Linked DNA regions of Mus musculus: region 1 is linked to region 2. A link is a contact called in public Hi-C data. All regions are on one chromosome and are shown on one strand. Each heading gives the region's core, a stretch centred on a gene start, on an enhancer-like site or on the middle of the called end of the contact. The rest is flanking DNA. Distances are from core to core; before and after follow the strand shown.

Region 1 (5,620 bases), core at 2,639-5,138, 82 kb before region 2:
ACATTTGATGCTGGGTCCAGACCAGCTTTCCCATGCTGCCCAGTAGGCCAGAACCTCTCCCCTTCTCCGCTCACTTCCAAATGCTGTTGGCTGTTACAAGCAAGGCCACATCTGGAGCACTCAAACTCTTCCCACAGAACCTCAGCACACATTGCTGTAGATTTTAAAACCTAATACTGTGACACACTAAAACATCTGTGATGAGCTGGGGTGGTGGTACATGCCTTTAATCCTAGCACTCTGGAGGCAGACACAGGTGGATCTCTGTGAATTTGAGGCAGGCTTGGGCTACAGAGTAAATTCCCGGAAGCCAGAGCTACACAGTGAGATCCCATCTGCCTTGAAAACAAGACAGGCAAACATTTGTGATTCATGATTTTCACTTTTCTTGGCATTTCTACTCAAATATCAACAGAAAGCAGCTGGGATGTCACCCAGGCCAGCAACGGTCTCCCACTGTGTGCCCCACTTCCTGTTGACCCTTAATCTTCTTGGCCTTCTCTAGTGTACCCTAACAGAAGTTTGACTATACTACAGGGGACATTAGGCAGATGGCAATGTCCAGAAATAAGGCAACAGACAAGTTAATGGGTGACTAGCATCTGATCTGGAAAGTCTGTGTCACTGAGTTGCTGGGGAGCTTTCAATAAGCAACTGCTATGACCCACCAAACCCCTTACGGAGGGACAGAGGTACCAGTAAGACCTGGTGGCAGATCAGTTAGCTTGGGTCATCTTTAGTCCCCTGGCTGGCACTCATTTCCCAATAAACCATCATTAATGTGGCTTGTCTTAGTTACCCTAATTACACAGTGCAGGGCTGGGTGCGGGGCCCTTGCCTTCTGCTGATAAACATTAACTAGGAAGGCAAAGCATGATTAGCCTCCAAGTCTGTGGAGAAAATGTGGAATGCTGTCTTTTTGACTACTGACTTGAAGCAAATTATCATCCAAAAATGCAAAAATTTAAAACTCTACACCACAAAGGCAAACTAGAAAGAAGTAAGAATATAATTATAAGCCTGGCAGTGGTGGCACATGCCTTTAATCCCAGCCTGTGGGATGTGTAGTTCCTAGCTAGGATATCATACAGGGACAGAAGACTTTAAGAATCAAGTCAGGTATATAATTGTAACATGATGCTAATTTACATAGAAGACACTATGTAGACTTTAGTGACACAATGCTTAAAGATTAGAACGTAATTATTTTGTTTCCATTTTTCTAAAGTGTGCTTAAAAAAAAACTCTTGGGAATTCTGTTAAGCAATATAGGCATTGTACTAACTTTAAAGTTGAAAGAAAAATGAAAGTCCACCCCATTCCCAAACAAAACCATCTCATGTAAGCATACACTTTATATACCCCCACCCATTTTTGTTTGTTTTTTATTTGAGACACGGATTCTCAGTTTAGGTAGCCCTGGCTGTCCAGGAACTCACTTTGTAGACCAGGCTGGCTTTGAACTCTGAGAGCAGTCTGCCTCTGAGTGCTGGGATTAAAGGCACATGCCACCAAGTCAGGTTAGTATACACTTTCTCTAAGAGGCTTCTGGTTCCCTTTATTGTCATGGATTCTTCTAGATTACCTGACACATAGGAGCTGCTGGGGTTTCCCCAGGCTTCCTTCATGGCCTCTGTCACAGCCTGGATGACTTCGGGCTCTAGAGGTGTGGTGGCATTATAGTCCATATAGACCTTCCTGGAAGAGAGAATAGCCTGTAAAGTTTGGGGAGGCAGAGTATAGCAGCAATACTCTTTTGGGGGACCACAGTGAGGGTCTTCTGCATCTAGAGTGAAGGCCCAGGTAGGCTATTAGACCTCAGCTCTCCATGTTCTCCCTCCTGATGGGAGACACCATGGTTTCCAGTCACCCAGTAGCTGCCCCATACAAGATGGCCATAATCTCCCCTAGCATGAGGCTGACTGATGGCTGGAGGCCAGAGATGCGGCCCAACTCCAGGAAGGGAGGGAGGAAGGATCTGCCAATGGCTGGGGAGTCCCACATTCCCCTGGGTAATTTCCCAACAACTTGGAGCCATCTGCCCCTTCCAGTCCTCCAGGAACTGCCTCTAGGAAGGAGCTTTGTACTCATCTTTGCTGGAGGCTTCCCAGGGCTATGGCTGTCCCCTCCCTGGCTTTTACTGGGCAGGTCTCTCCCTGGGGCAACTTGCATTTTCAGTTTTTCTTGCCCCACCCCCACTCTACCTAAACTTTTTAAAGTCTGTGCTTCAGCAGATCTGTTTGGATGAGGCTCCAGGGTTCGATTGGAAACTGTAGGCCGCACGCAGCCTGGCCCTCTTCCTTCCCTCCCTCCCTCCCTGTCTTCCGCTGTGGACCCATTCATCATCTGACCCAAGAGTCACATGCTTAGTGTCCTCTCTAGGGAGCAAGTGATGAGCAGCTCCAGGAACAAGCAGGCTTTGTCTTCCTATGTAGGAACTTCATCCACAGGACACAGAGTTCAAAGCCCCAGAGACCCTCCCTAAGGAGAGTTATCTGCTTGTGTTCTCACCAGGGTCCCAGACCTTCGGAAATCTCTATGGTAGGCAATCGGGCCTGAAAACAGTCATTATTTCACTTGGTTTTACATCAAACCAGTGTTCAAGCCGATGCAGTGGTGAGCCAGCACACACTGCCCAACTATGTCCAGGGGAGCACGGCAGAACAGGCAGGAAGAAGCTTTCATCTCCTATCTTTGCTTTAAGTGCCACGCAGTCACCTGATCTTGCAAGGCTGGGCTTTGTAATGTGGACCTACCTGACCACCCTGGGGCTGGAATTCCCATTGCCGCAGGCTTTGCCTGTGTCCCAAGTCTGTTCCTTCCTAGAAATAAAGAGCCCCCAAAGTGCTGCACACCCATAGGCCTGCCAAGTGACTGGTTTTCCCATCTATAGCTTGGCCGAACTGGTTTATGGTTTGCATTTTATCAGCGATTGACTCTGTTATTAGCGGGCTTCCTAGAGAAAGTGAAACTGCTTAATAAACGTCTGGTATAGGCTCAAGCCACCAGGCTTAGGCCTTTATGAGACAGGTTCTCACTGTGTGATCCAAGCTGGCCTCCAAATCACAATCCTCCTGTCCTCAGTGTTGGGATTATAGGCAAGTTCCACCATATCGGAGAAGGCAGGAGTAGCCTGGACTACATATCGAGGCCTTATGGGGCTGAGGTGGAGGAGGGACCGGGGGTAAAAGAGAAAAGAGAAAGAAGAAAAAAATGAGATGGGGATGGAGAGGGGGCTTCTGGTATAACACATTCCTGGGTGGGAGAAGGCTGAGCCAGGACCTCCGGTTCCTTGCGCGCCAGGGGAGGAGGTCCCACAGCCCAGTGGACAGCAAGAGAAGGCAGGTCTCCCCCACTGTCCTGGTGCTCCTAGGGTTCCCGCCCCAAAGCCCACTTTAAACCTTCGGGTGGTCAAATGGGCCCCAAAGTCCCGTCCCCCCCCCCCGTTCCCCCCCGTCCCACAGCCACGCCATCCTAGACTCTAAGCAGCGGCGATTCTTGTAAAACGCAGATAATCGCGATTCGGCTGCCAGTTCCAACCTCCAGGAAGAGCCCATTCCCTGGGAAGAAGCCCGAAACGCGGGAGGATGATGTGGCCACACTCGGCACAGTTGTCACCCGTGGGCCCCCTTCTGCCCTCAGCTTGGGCGGTAGCCTGTTCTCTCCCGGTTCCTGTGGCCGGACGCTTCTGCGTGTCCCTTCCTCCCGCCTCACCATACACTCACTGAGGTCCCCCAGGTGTCCCTAGGCCCTGCGGGCTCCTTGAAGGGAGCGCACCTGTCGGGTAGGCTCTCCACACTGCCCAGCGCGCCATTTCGCGCCGCGTCCATCCCCCTGATCGCCGGCAGGTCACCCCAAGCCTGAGCGCCCCGAAGTCTCTGAATGGGCGGAGCCTCGGGTCCCGGAGTATCCGCATTGGCTGCGCTTCGCGCTTTGGCCAATCTGTGAGCCGCACGGGCCCTGCCTCCGCCCCTGACTGGTTGATTGGTCATGTGGGGTCAGGTGGCAGTGGGACGGAGCTGGAGACTACCTTAGTAGGGCCACCGCGCTGCCGGTCCTATCTAACCGGTCATCGGCAAAGCGCGCGCCGCTCATGGCGAGTCATCTGGGTGCTCCAGCTACTGGCACCGTGCTCTGGGAGCCCACCTCCCTGGGCTGTCACTAGTGACAGAAGGACCAGTGACTTCACCGGTCGCCGCAAAGTTCATGGAAGTAAAAGTGTTAGGATGCGCGGTGCAATGAGAGGCACCGCAGCAGCCAAGACTGAGCGCCTGGAAGGGTTGGCGGCTAGTGCTCGCTGGACATAGGATACCCCACATCCGCCTTCGCGAATGATTTAATTGCCTGAAATTAGGAAGTTATGTGTTGATACTTTTGAGGCGATCTAGATCAGAGGTGAGCTAAGCAGGGCTGTTAAAATTATGGAAGGTTATAGTCACTAGGCATGCACATGGTGCTCGTATGTAAGTGCAGACAGACGCATAAACAGACTCATACACATAAAAATCTTTTTTTAAACAATTGAAAGGCGTGAAGCAGGACAGTAGTAGTACTGGCCTTTCATCCCAGCCCTCCAGAGGCATAAGCTGGCCAATCTCTGTGAGTTCGAGGCCAGCCTGGTCTACAAAGTGAGTTCTGAACGTGTGTTTTATTTTTTATTTTTCAAGTATAATGCTAACTTTATTGTAAAATGAGATTCTCTGGGTGAAGCATCAGCAACACTAGTCCTGCCTGCCATTATGTGGATGAAAACAGCTAGACTTCTGTCTGTCAGTGAGACAGTAACAAGCACTGGATAGACATTGTAAGAAAACGGTGAACATGGCAACCGCTAATGCAGAGTGAACATTACCCAGCATGAAGTCAGTGAAAAACTGAACATGACTCTCATTGTATGGATTGAAATAAGAAAAAGAATATGGTAATTTTACCCATTACACTTTGTAAAATCAGAGACATGAATTTATAAGCAGTGCCTTTAATAAAGACGGTAATTTAATTTCAAATAAATATATTTGCTTTCTATTCCTTTATCGTGTATTTTATTATGTTTCTAGCTGGCAAAACCCACCCGATTATTGAACTCAGTAATAACCCAATCCATGATGCTCCATCTGTCATACATCTAACTCACTTTACATACACTGCAAGTTCACATAGCATCCCTATAAACTGCTAGAACCTCCCGAGCCCAGTGTGACTGGCCTTTTGGACAAGGCAAGGGAGGGTCCGTCTGAGCATCCTCAGATTCAGCCTGCTCTTCCCACAAGTGCCAACAAGGGGCAGCTCCTAGCTCTCCTGCTCCTCGTAGTGAGCGTAGCCACTGGCATAGGTCCTTCCTAAATTCAAGTTACTGAACAGATCTGATGACTCAGCATTTGAGTCCTTCCCATCTTCTTCCTCTTCATCCTCTGCTTCATCCTCCTCCTCCTCATCATGGTATCCAGTATCTCCATACTTGTCCGACGCATCATACCCTTCTTCTCCTCCAGTCTGCCTGCCAAATTTCAAGGAGCGTGTTGACATGTTAAGATCCTTTGTCTCCTGTGTTTCATGCCCACATTTAGGGCAAGGAGGTTGTTTTCCTTTTTCTTGCTTAAACACTTTGCTCCTTGTATGT
Region 2 (5,448 bases), core at 1,763-4,262:
AGGGTGGTCTCCTGAGAGCCTGAACTGGTCCCCCAGCCTCTCTGGCTTTCTCTCTGGCGATGGCAGCTCGTGCTTCTGAACATACCCTACCATTGCTGTGTGCCACTGGTTCCTTGTCACAACCTCTGAAACTATGGGGTAACTAGCCTACCTTAGGGTTTCGTCGTGGTAAGGCTAGACGGGGGCTTTAAAATGACAATGTCCGGTCTACCAAGAAAGGAAAGGATTATACATAAACAGATGGGGGGGCTTCAATGGGGCTCGAAGCCTAGAGAGTCAAAAGGGTCTGGGTGTGGCGCACAGCCTTGTCATCCCAGCACTTACAAAGCAAAGAAAGGAGAATCTAGAGTCTCAGCTCAGCCTAGAACACAAAGGGAGGGCCTGCCTTAAAACAGGATGGGGGGAGAAACAGGAGGAGGACGGCAGGAGGTGGAAGAGGAAGCTATAGCAAGAGAGACTACTGGGATTAGAAAGCATCAAAGAGCATACTTTTGAGCCCTCGTTGCATTTTCAGAGGACTGGGATTCAATTCCCATCACCCACATGGTAGCTCAGTATCCTTATTGATTGGGGCACCAGGCATACATATGCATGCATGCATGCATGCACGCAGGGAAAACAGTCATATAAAATAAAATAAACAAATCTCATCTTTAAAAGGCCATTCTTTTGCTGCACTGCATGGCAGGTGGAGGGGTCGGTGAGGTGGAGGTCAAGATAGGAGAACTTACACAAACTGAAAGACCGAGGAAATGAAAGGAAGGCATTGCAGAGGGCTCTGAGAGCTGTGGGCACGTCCTACCATCACGTGCAATAAATTCCAACTTATCCATCACTCCCAGAAGCGGGAGTGGGATGCAGCAGAAGAGATATTTGAAAAGATAATGGCCTGAGACTTGCCCCAATTTAATGAAAGACGTTAAATAAAAACACTCAGGGTCAGAGAACCCCAAGAAGGATTAGAAACAAAGCAGCAGCAACCAACAAATACACAGAGACTACCAAACACACATTAAAGCCTAAATAATGGAGAGTCTCAGTCATAAAAACACACAGAGGGCTCAGGATGCCCATGGGAACTAGTGCTGACTTCCCTCCAAGGTTGGGCAAGCCAGAGACCACAGGCCAAGGAAGTCCCACTGCTGGCAGCCTAGAAGCCAGCACTCAACATCCTTTAAATATGGGGATAAAAATAGGGGCTTCTTCATTTTCATTTTAAACAACTAAAGCAGCTCAGAGAGTCAGCAGGCCTGCACTTTAAAGAAGGTTAAAGAAAGTTCTTCAATCAGAAGATAGACCAAGGAGGACTCTGGATCCATACAGAAAAGGGAAAAGCCCCAAAATGGTGGCGAAGAGATTAAAACTATCTTTTCTTACTTTAATCTAGAAAGTCTATCAATGGAGCAAAGGCCAGATATCAGCCCTGAGGAGACCCTCAGGGCATCTAAAAGGCTTTTTTTTTTTTTTTTTTTTTTTTTGGTCAAAAGTGGAGGCTTTCCAAATCCAGGCATTCCTCCGCCCAAGTGTATCATGAGATCTTTAAATTGCTAGGCCAGTTTGCCACAGGCCTCCCCCACCCTCAGCTGCCTTTGTGTCAGGCACCCTGTCCAGATCTTTCAGCCCACATCAGTGGTAATTCGGATGAGACACAGGGAAGGAGAGAGTGGACAACCCTCTCCCCCGCTCACTGGCCCTGGGGTGCATGGTCTGAGTAAGCAAAAGATCCAAGGTTCCGTTAGAAAACACACGTGGGAAAAGCTGTAAGAAGTTGAGACAGCCTGGATCTCATCATGAGATCCAACACAGCAAGGACTAAATGTGTTCTTTAAAGTCAAAGGCCACATTTGCAGTTGACACTGGTTAACTGAGCACTGGTGGTGTAGACTATCCTTCTCGACCCAAACCCAGAGATGGTTTTGATGACAGAGCACCCAGAACAATGTCTTCTGTAGCCTGGGAATGTCTCTGGCAGAAGATGCCTTCTCTCTCTCTCAGATAACCAGAACAGTTCAGAGTCCCTGATTCTGGAAGCCAGGTCACCACAGATTACACTCTACGGCTGTCTGGGGCTGAGTGTGTAGCCTGCTATTCTGGGACCAGGATTCTATTTTTGATTGAAGCCACCTATGCCTAAAAATATCTGTGGTGCAGGGATGGCTGCCCACTGGATCCCGTTTGTTTAGGCAGAAGTGACAGCTGAGGTTTTCAGTAACAATTGTGCATGCTCTGTCAGTTCGGATGAGATAAAAGGATTCCCCTTAGAGGTTGGACATGCCTCTGCTAAAAGAACACAGAGATAGCCAGAGGACCCAAAATAGTTAGAAAGCGTGCCCTGGCTCTAACTCACTAATTTTCAGTTCTCATGTAACTGAATAATTATCCTTTTTAGGTTAGGACTTGCTATTCTGGGTTTCTAAGCAAACTTTGCTTGGAATGTCCCAGAACACTTCAGTGGGAGTTTTCCAAACGCCTGGATCTCGAGTCATGCATGGCTCTGGGCTCCTCGGTACGTGGCAGCGCACTGATGCACACAGTGAGGCTGCTCCTCTGGGGATAACTTGAGGTTGCAGTTGTTCCCCCTTCTGGCCCCAACTTCCCCTAACAACGAGTATCTGAGCCTGTGTCCTGGCACACATCATCTGGGTTTGAGTCCCAGCTTCCTCTCTTCTCTCAAGCAACCATAAGGACTTCATCTCACATGGCCATGTGTTGGTAACCTCATCTTAGAAAGAGGATCGGCCCCCTCCCCAAATGACTGGACAGACTAATTAAATGAAGTAAAGGGACAGACGGAACGGGCCCCTCAAAGCCACAAATTTTCTCCTTGCCTCTTCTCTGACGACCACTAGTGTGAGGCTCACTGTGTGCTTTGTGTCCTATAAACTTCTGTCAAGTCTGACTAACAAGGGGCATCTAATTCCTCAGAAACTCCAAGGAGAAACCCTGGGGTTTGGTTCACTGCCTTGGCATTTGCCTTTGCCTCCCATCCCCAGCATGGTCACAGCTTGGAAGCTCTAGCAGCTTCTAACACTGTTGAGACAGGATGCTGTCCCACCCCCAGCTGACCCACTTGGGGCTAGCCTCAAGATCCTGGTGAGATGCCAGCTGACACGGGTTGATGGAGGGGGTGGGGAAGCCAGCAAACAAACATGCAGACAGAGAGGTCTGTGGCTGGCCAACTATGTATTTCTTCTGCAAATAGAAATAATTGGTGAGCACATCAGAAATGCTCTTGGGCAGAAACTTATGCAGAAACAAAGGAAGCTAGGTATGGAGGGTTGCCTGCAATCCCAATACTCAAGAGGCCAAGGAAGGAGGATCACAAGTTCAAAGCCATACTATACTACCTAGGAATAGCCTGCCTTCAAAAAAAAAAAAAAAAAAAAGTCACAAGGCATGGGTTCCACTCCCAGTATTTCATAAACCGATCTGTGTGGTCCATGCCTGTAATCCCAGCACTTGGGACGCAGACAGGAGGATCATGAGTTCAAAGTCATCCTTGGCTACGTACTGAGTTTGAGGCCAGCTTGGCCTACCTGAGACTCTATCTCACAACAAAACAAAATGTATGAAATGTGGACAAAGGCAGCAAGAGGAGGTGCACACTGAGGTCAAGATGATGAAAGTCAGAAACCAGCACATGGGAAAGGCACTTGGAGGGACCTCTACTAAGAAGTCAACTTTCAGAAAGAATTCTAGGGTGCAGGTGCAGGCAGGCACATCTTTCCATGAAGATGCTGAACAAAGCAAGTGGGTTGGTCCACATGGCAGCCTAAAGCCTGCAGATCTGGTGGAGTGCCCCTGTAGGAGAGCCATCCTTCAGGGGCTGTTCCCAATGCAGGGACAGTAGGCTGTGCTTCTCTGCACTTAATATACATTATTTTCATGGTTGCGTGGAAGTTTATTTTAGGAAGAAAACTACAGCAGAGGCCACTGTATTTCTAATCAGTGCCTCATTTCTGGGACAGCAGAAAGTGGGCAGTGGCATACCACATGGGACAGCCGCCTTCCTATTTCCTGGAGGTCACTGTGGCCTCTTGGGCATTGTAGGGACTAGGGCTGTCTGGGATGGGGCATGGCAGGGTCCTGTAGGTAGGAGGTGGACCGCTCTGACCCTCACTTACAAATGGGCTCTGATCCACTTTGGATATCTTAGCTCTCCTTTCCCTGTTGTACTGCTGGGACCTGATCCTAGTTAGCCTGTTCAGAACAGTCACCATCAAAGCAGAGGGGAGGGAAAGCAGAGGTCCTGGCATGCAGGCGAGCAGGCCTGGAGGCTGCTGCAGGGCAGCACAATGCAGTGCGGAACAAACACAGGCAGAAGGGCATTTATAGCACCATGGCCCAGAAATCCCTGTGTGTGTGTGTGTGTGTGTGTGTGTGTGTGTGTGTGTGTGTGTGTGTATGTGTGTGTGGTGTGTATGTGTGTATGTGAGTTGTGTATGTGTGTGGTGTGTGTGTATGTGTGTGTGTGGTGTGTATGTATGTGGTGTGTGTGTATGTGTGTGTGGTGTGTGTATGTGTGTGGTGTGTATGTGTGTGTGTTTATATGTGTGTGGTATGTGTGTATGTGTGTGGTGTGTGTGTGTGTGTGTGTGTGGTGTATGTGTGTGTGGTGTATGTGTGTGTGTTGGGGGTTGGGGGTCTGATAGATATACACAGCTTCTCATCTTCCTTGGGGAGGGGAGCTGATCATGCCTCCAAAGTTTAGCCCAAAAGTATTGCAAAAAGAACAAAAAATATTAAGAACCAACAATCTTGTCAAAAGTCTCCAGATCCATATTAGGCAGCAGGGAAAAGCCAACAAATTCCGAAAATAAAAGTCATAAGACAATAAATATTCCTTGTCTACAATACTGAAAACTAAAATGCTAGCAAAAAAGAAAAAAGAAAAGAAAGGAAGAAAGAAAAGAGAAGAGAAGAGAAGAGAAGAGAAGAGAAGAGAAGAGAAGAGAAGAGAAGGTCGGTCGGGCAGTGGTGGCGCAAGCCTTTAATCCCAGCACTTGGGAGGCAGAGGCAGGCAGATTTCTGAGTTTGAGGCCAGCCTGGTCTACAAAGTGAGCTCCAGAACAGCCAGGGCTAAACAGAGAAACCCTGTCTCGGAAAAAAAAAAAAAAAGAAAAGAAAAAAAGAAAAGAAAAGAAAAAAGAAGGATACTTTTAAAGAATGCACTCTACAGAAATGAAAGGTGACAAGCAGTTCAAGAGTCACCATGCTAAAACACTCCATTAGGGCAGCCATGGAAATACAATACTGCATGCATGTAAATGCTAATAAAATCAGCTCCAAAATGAATTCTGAGAAAAATGTAGAATTGTGAATTATTATTATTTAATATAATAGTAAGCAAAAGTCAGGAGCGGTGAATGGGAGTCCTGTAATCCTAAGACTCCAAAGGCTAAGACAGAAGGAGGTTTGATAGACAGACACATCTTCTCATCTTCATAG

The links. Hi-C and Micro-C count contacts between places; a contact is called where the count stands out from the background.
Region 1: a Hi-C map of bone marrow-derived macrophages shows a contact between it and region 2, with 2.2 times the contacts expected there. The contact joins the promoter of Scly here to the enhancer-like site in region 2. A contact is called at or near these places in 3 of 39 promoter capture datasets (erythroid cells, macrophages and pre-B cells), 4 of 484 Hi-C or Micro-C datasets (the G1E-ER4 cell line, bone marrow-derived macrophages, nephron progenitors and 1 more), 6 of 115 datasets of contacts at active chromatin or transcription factors (bone marrow-derived macrophages, double positive thymocytes, embryonic stem cells and 1 more) and 2 of 9 other capture datasets (adipose tissue and liver).

The regions. Positions count from the first base shown.
Region 1 is chr1:91,296,606-91,302,225 of GRCm38.p6, reverse strand. Scly (selenocysteine lyase) reads right to left here and starts at 3,888. Exons shown (of 12, transcript NM_016717.3): 1 at 3,778-3,888; 2 at 1,586-1,698. The coding sequence starts at 3,830. It also overlaps the pseudogene Gm7785.
Region 2 is chr1:91,213,780-91,219,227 of GRCm38.p6, reverse strand. The region is part of intron 2 of Ramp1 (receptor (calcitonin) activity modifying protein 1); the gene reads right to left. Among named protein-coding and RNA genes, the nearest start is that of Ube2f, 34 kb to the left of the region's middle. Within about 2 kb of position 3,012, at least 98 of the 459 cell types and tissues checked have an H3K27ac peak or open chromatin away from gene starts, as enhancers often do. A contact at or near this core is called in adipose tissue, bone marrow-derived macrophages, double positive thymocytes and 1 more, where this site is marked.